Regions from separate parts of the Drosophila melanogaster genome. Here region 1 is linked to region 2. The links are chromatin contacts, called in public targeted proximity ligation maps. All regions are on one chromosome and are shown on one strand. The core of a region is the stretch at or near the end of the contact, and the rest is flanking DNA. Distances in the headings are between cores, read along the strand shown.

Region 1 (3,031 bases), core at 450-2,949, 280 kb after region 2:
AGCCCTGCTCCACAGAAGCCTTTTATGGGCGACACGTGCCGGTTGTCGGTGGGGCAATATGCATGCAAAAAACAGCTCACGCTAGCACGCATAAGCCGGCAATGTTATTGTTTACCAAAATTGGGGAAAAATTCCACTTGAACTGCCGGGCCATCGGAAATGTTTGCACACTCTTTTGGCACCCATTCCGCAGCCGATGAAGCGAAGGAGAGGCATGATCGGCTGGAGAGGCTTGTCCGATTCGCTTCGATCCGATCCGCAGTCACATGACAAACGCGTGAATTGGGCGTTCTGAGTTCTGGGTGACAAGCGAAACGTGTGAATAGGCTAGTCGCACGACCCGCTTGTACGTCTAATCAGATGGCAGATAAACGGGCAAACGGGCAAAACAATTAGCCCCACTGGGAGCCCACTCTCTCATCCATTTCGAATGGTAATTGATGGATCGGCCAATTTTCGTGGGATGCGTACGGGTACGTGCTAAAAACAGCACGGAATGGTACTAATTTTAAATGGAACTCTTTGGGGAAGACAGAGTGTTGGCTATTCCGGGATTGTAAAATTGATGGCCCCTGCTTATAGGCGACCGACCCACTATCAATGCCATTCGAAGATAAAGCCGGAGTGTATGGGCATTAATAAAAGTGTACGGCAGTTTCCGCCCGATCGGACAAAAGCCGGGACTCCAAGAGACGGGAAAACCACTTGGCGATAAGCCGATGCAGCTAGTACAAAGGTGCGACTAGCGTTTTCCGCTGCTCAATTAGTGGGCTTCGCTACGGCTAATCGTAAATAACATAGATTACTCCGATGTCTAGACTATAAATATAATCGGGTGGCTAATTATATGTACGAACTCGCTATGGCGCACTCACCTATGAAGTTCAGCTTGTCGGTGGCCAGATTGCAAAAGTCGGGATCGTCCACATCGAAAATGATGCCATCCTCCCACTCGGTGACAATGTGAGACGAGGAGACGGAAACGGAAGTGGTGGAGCGTTGCTGCTGCTGTTGCACCAATGAGCTGTTGTTGTTGTTGTTGCTGCTGCTGCTGCTGGCGGAGATGTGGTTGTTGTTGCTGCCCGTTTTCATCTCCATAAGGGTAAGAGAAACGCAATTAGAGGATTCCTTGGCTAAGCAGATACGTGCTGGCATGCAAACAGCAAAAAGTACACACGTGGCTTAAAGCGCAGCTTGTGTTGATTGGCCAAGTGTTTGGATAAAGGGGGGTGGGGGGGTGGTTGATAACACAGTCAAGGGGGAGGGGAGCAGGCACACAGCTGTTGCACGCTTACCCCTCCCCGCACTTCTTACAACACTTCTTTGCACAAGTGCAACATGCAAATCAATAGATGCAAGCTAAATTTTATTTGGGTGAAGGCTACATGTGTGTGAGTGTGTGTTTGCATGCATGAGTGAGCAATTGCATTCGCTTCGTGTATTTGTTGCTGTTATTGCTTTTGCAAATTTTGTTTGGTCTCCATACATGTGTGTTTGCATGGAAATGCCTAAAATCTGTGTTACGTGTGCTGGCCTCTAAGCTCACTCACCTTTATACTAGCAGCACGCTCAGTCGACCAGCTTGAAGTTAAGTATCCAAATTTAGGCCAACGCAACCGAATTTTAAGTTAAATTTGGATAAAATTCAGGCAAAACAAAACTTTGCTTGCAAAATTGCTGGCAACTAGAGGTGGTCAGCTGTCGATTATCGTAGTTGGCAACACTAATCGATAGGACAGAAAGCGTTATGCATTTCAACTTCAATGTTCAAATGAACAAACTAAAATTTTCTATTCTCTTTTGATACCTGTAATATGAAAATAATATAGATAGTTTGCTTAGATCCCGCTGAATAACCTTATATATATATAACAATATAACTTAAATTTATTTTCTAATTTGTTATCTCAAATTTTAGCATTCTGACAAGTATCAAGTTTGTAATCATTTTTAACGATTTATTACAAATATCTTAATACAATTGTATTGTTAGTTCATATGCACACTGCCATCTCTAACGTGCGCCGTGGCAGACGTAAGCACCTCCCATCGCTATAAACGTAACCATCATAACGTAACCAAAATTCGATCAAAATAAATTTGGAATATCACAAAAATCATTATTCGCACCTGGAACAGAAAGAAAATGCACCAGCCTGGCCTTCTGCAGCTGAATAGATTGCACTAAGGCAGCATTTCGAATCCGAAACGTAGGAACTAGCCCACAGCGAAATCATGGAGGAGAATATGTGGTAAATAATAAACATTGGGTTGGGGCTACGTCAACAACTAAGATTAGTCAGAGAGTCTAGAGATTCAGCTCCAGCACCTCATTTTCTTTGGCATCCATCGCCTTTGGCTTTCTCGAACAGACCACCATTTGTTTCGCTGATTGAGTCAGCAGCTTGGTGCTGGGCCAGCGGGACGCGGAGCACCTGGGGGTGTGGGTGCTCCGCCTTATCAGCAGCTGGTTATTTAGACACGTTGACGTCCCCTTCACCCGTAGCATGAGCAGAACAAGTACCAAGCAACTGATTGTGATGGACATCCCTCTCTTGTATGCAGGATCATTGAGCTGGAGTCGGCACTGCTGGACGACTGCACTGTCAACGACATCTACGGCATATGCCAGGGCAAGGCTCTGCCGGAGGCACTGCGTCCGGACGTGTGGCAAGTGTGCCTGGATGTGCGCCACAAATCGGATCAAATGTCGCTCTTCAACGAGATCTACGACCTGCCCTTCCAAAGCCAACTGCGCGAGGATTGCCAGCGGCACGTCGATCGCATGGGCAACGATGAGGAGGACAAGGTCTCGGTGGTATCCGACCTCGAGTCCATCATCACCTTCTACTGCAAGAACAGAAACCTTCAGTATGAGCCGGACAACGGATGGATTGAATTGCTGCTCCCGCTGTTCGCCCTGAAGCTGAATCGCTCCGACACATTCAACCTGTTCGAGTCCATACGAGACACGTACATACCCAAGGGTTGCCGGCCCAAGGGCAATGTCTTTCATGTCTTCCGACTGCTC
Region 2 (3,054 bases), core at 220-2,719:
ACACAATACGAAATAATAATGGGGGGCGGGATCGGACATTGCATCGATCGATCGCAAATTATCGGTCACTCCACTCGGGCACAGATCCCAAATGGACGTCAGGCGAGTTCAAATTGGCTGGGTTCAAGTCAAGATAACACGGGAGACCAAGAAAGGTCCACGGATCGACGTTGATAGCTCTCAATTTGCATTTCTATTTTTGGAAACACTCAAGGCAATATTTTATATGACTCCTAAACGCAGTGGGGGTAGCCCATTTGGCAGTTATCAGAATATGTATATAGGTAGCCAGCTTTTTGATAAAAAACATGTGTGAATTCAACCAAAAGCCATTCAAGAAAGCCATAACCATAAATGTCGTATATCTGGATTCTTCTTGTGGAAGATTTTAAGAGATTTGTCAGTTCATAACCCACCATCCTTATTCTACAAATCTCAAGCTAGATCAATCTGTGCATCGGAAATTGTTTGAAATATTTTCCAGAGGTATCTTGAATACCTGGTAAACTCAAAGAGACAACCAAAGAAATAACTAAAATATGAATAGCCAAGTTACAGTTACATTCTCATAACAAAGGTCACCTAGCAGGCGACTTATGCCTAATTCCTGGATCTACCCTACATTATCCCAGACTAGAAAACAACAACAAGAAGGCAAATACTTACAGGACTCCGGAGCAGCGGGTGCAGACAAAGGATCCGATGGTCATGTTCACGTAGGTTGGTCCTTTTTGGCCGCAGTCGAAGCACTGCCGATTGCTCCCCGTCCCGCTGGCCACTAGTTCCCGCAGGGCGAGCAGGTACTTGTCGTCCTGTTTCTTGCGCACCACCGCCATTGTCGCCGTCTCTGTCGCTCCCTTGGCCGCCGCCCTTTGTACCGCTTCCGGTACTACTGACGTCGACGTTGTCGTTGTTGTTGCTCCTGCTGCTGCGATGAGCGGCCTGACGGAGGGTCCGCTACCTGCGCGCTCCTCCTCGGATTCCTCCGCTTCCGCTTCGTGGCTCTGAGCCCGATCCTCGTCGGATCCAGCTAGCTGCTCGGTGTCCGAGGGCAGCCGCTCCTCGGGGGGCGGGAGTGGGTGGTGGTGGGTGGACCGCTCGGCCGCGTAGGGCGCAAAGGGGGCGACGGCGGTGCGGTAGGAGGAGGCGGCGTGGGGCGCGGAGCTGTTGTAAGCGTACACGAACTGAATCTTGCCTGATTTTTTGAATTCTTTCGGGAATTGGTATCGTTTACTTTCTGCTCCAAATTGACGTAAATTTCCGCTGTTATCGTTTTTTGCCTATCGTAATGGCTGGCTATCAGGATCGTTTAGGGAATCAAAAATTTTTATCGGGAATGCGAAACTGACGTAATTCCCCTTCCCCTCTTCTAAGCTTTCCTTTCCTTTTCTTTACGCAATTTTTGGCTTGACCTTTCCTCTCCTTCGACGCACACTCACACACTCACTTTGACACTCACACTGACAGGTGTGTGTGTGCGGTGCGATTTATCGAAAACCACTTTTCCGATTGCCCGTGTTATTGTTTACTTTTCACTTCTTCGACTCGCAGAATTTCGCTTCAATTCAATCTATTTACACCGAGTGCCGCTGCAATTGCCACACAGATTTCAGATTTCAATTGAAATTTCGACGCTGCGAATGCACTCGCCACTTTTGCTGCTTCCCCTTCTCCTTGTTTGTTTGCAGTGCGGATTCGAAGACGAGTGGAAAACGAACAGCGAAACGAAACGGAACGAAACCAAACAGCACAGCGCACTCGAAACAAAATAGCGCGACTCGACTCAACACAATTCCGACGCAAATTCCGACCGCTCGCCTACAACAACAGCAGCAGAGTGACCGTTGGCGGACGGGAGAAACATACCTCGTGTTGCCGCTGGAAATGCACTAAAATTGGACGGAGCTCTAAGACCTAAATATGCCGCAACTAAAGCACAGACACACACCGATTGAACCTAATTCGATAACTGTTATCGAAATTTAAAACTTTTTAAAAAACATATTACTATTTAAAATGTTGGGAAATATTTATTGAATGCAAGTCGACTAAAGATAATAATAATTCTACAATAGCTATGTTTAATCTAATATTAGTTAAACGCATCTCACTTTTTAATTGGTATAAGCAAACACTTAAAAACCTAAACATTTCCTATGCCTAAACCTAACTAGTAGGTGAAATATGCACATAAGCACATGGAGTACTTCTTAATCCTCGGCGCGCTGGCGGCTGTTTCCCTTCCTGATGAATTTCCGCTTGAACGTGGCGGGCGCAGTGGCGGCTATCTCCTCATCCAGACCGCCAATCGTCTTTTCCTTGAACTTCTTGACTGGAGGTTCTGGTTCACTCGAGGCGGAAACCACGGGCGCAGCACTGTAGTAATCCGTTTTGGGTAGCTGCCAGTCGATGGGCTGCTCAGGTGCTCTACAAAAATCCATAAATTTATCAGTAAATGCATTTGAACCTAGTAGGAAGGCCCTACTTCACTTCCACAGTTTGCCACTGTCCAATCTCTTTGGTGGCCGCCTCTTCCTCCGTTTTGAATGTCTGACGCCTCTCCTCCTTCTGCTTCTTTTCCTTGGGATTGTCCGTCCTGCGGAAGGCTTTCATCTTCTCTCGGTTCACCCTCGCCACTTCCTCGTCGACATTGGCGCGGAATTTCAGCGATTCCTCGGCCTGGGAGATCTGCTGCTGGTCGATGGCCAGCTGGTTGATGCGCTCGTACTCCTCGTAGGACAGATAGCCCTCTTTCGGCGGCTTCCACACGGATTCATTGGTCTTCACGTTCCAATAGTAGGTGTGTCCCTCGTCCGACTTGCCCTCCACCCAGAGGGATGCCTCGGGCACGGCTGCGTCGCTTGTTACCTTGCCGGGAGCCACCCGCCTCTGGTCTTCTTCTTCGTCGGACAATCCTTCCAGGCGCATGGGGTCCACTTGGCGTGATCTTCCGGCGAAGGAGTGAGCTCCGCCTGAGGCGGCAGCAGTGGCGGTGGCCCTCATTACCGTGTTAATGGACCTGGCGGTCATGTCACCGCGCGAATGGACATCCTG

The links.
Region 1: a contact with region 2 is called in a targeted proximity ligation map of the Kc167 cell line, with 2.2 times the contacts expected there. A contact is called at or near these places in 6 of 107 Hi-C or Micro-C datasets (the D17-c3 cell line, the Kc167 cell line, the OSC cell line and 1 more) and 1 of 7 datasets of targeted methods (the Kc167 cell line).

What each region holds. Positions count from the first base shown.
Region 1 is chr2L:1,127,254-1,130,284 of dm6, forward strand. It overlaps Pino (Pinocchio), which reads right to left and starts at 1,700. Exons shown (of 5, transcript NM_164405.2): 1 at 1,551-1,700; 2 at 876-1,092. The coding sequence starts at 1,092. TBC1D23 (TBC1 domain family member 23) reads left to right here and starts at 2,063. Exons shown (of 3, transcript NM_134725.2): 1 at 2,063-2,252; 2 at 2,566-3,031. The coding sequence starts at 2,236.
Region 2 is chr2L:849,233-852,286 of dm6, forward strand. It overlaps lncRNA:CR44060 (long non-coding RNA:CR44060), which reads left to right and starts at 1,470. Exons shown (of 1, transcript NR_073684.1): 1 at 1,470-1,931. drongo (drongo,) reads right to left here and starts at 1,839. Exons shown (of 5, transcript NM_057891.3): 1 at 667-1,839. The coding sequence starts at 836. It overlaps CG4291, which reads right to left. Exons shown (of 4, transcript NM_001272917.1): 3 at 2,486-3,054; 4 at 2,019-2,427. The coding sequence ends at 2,211.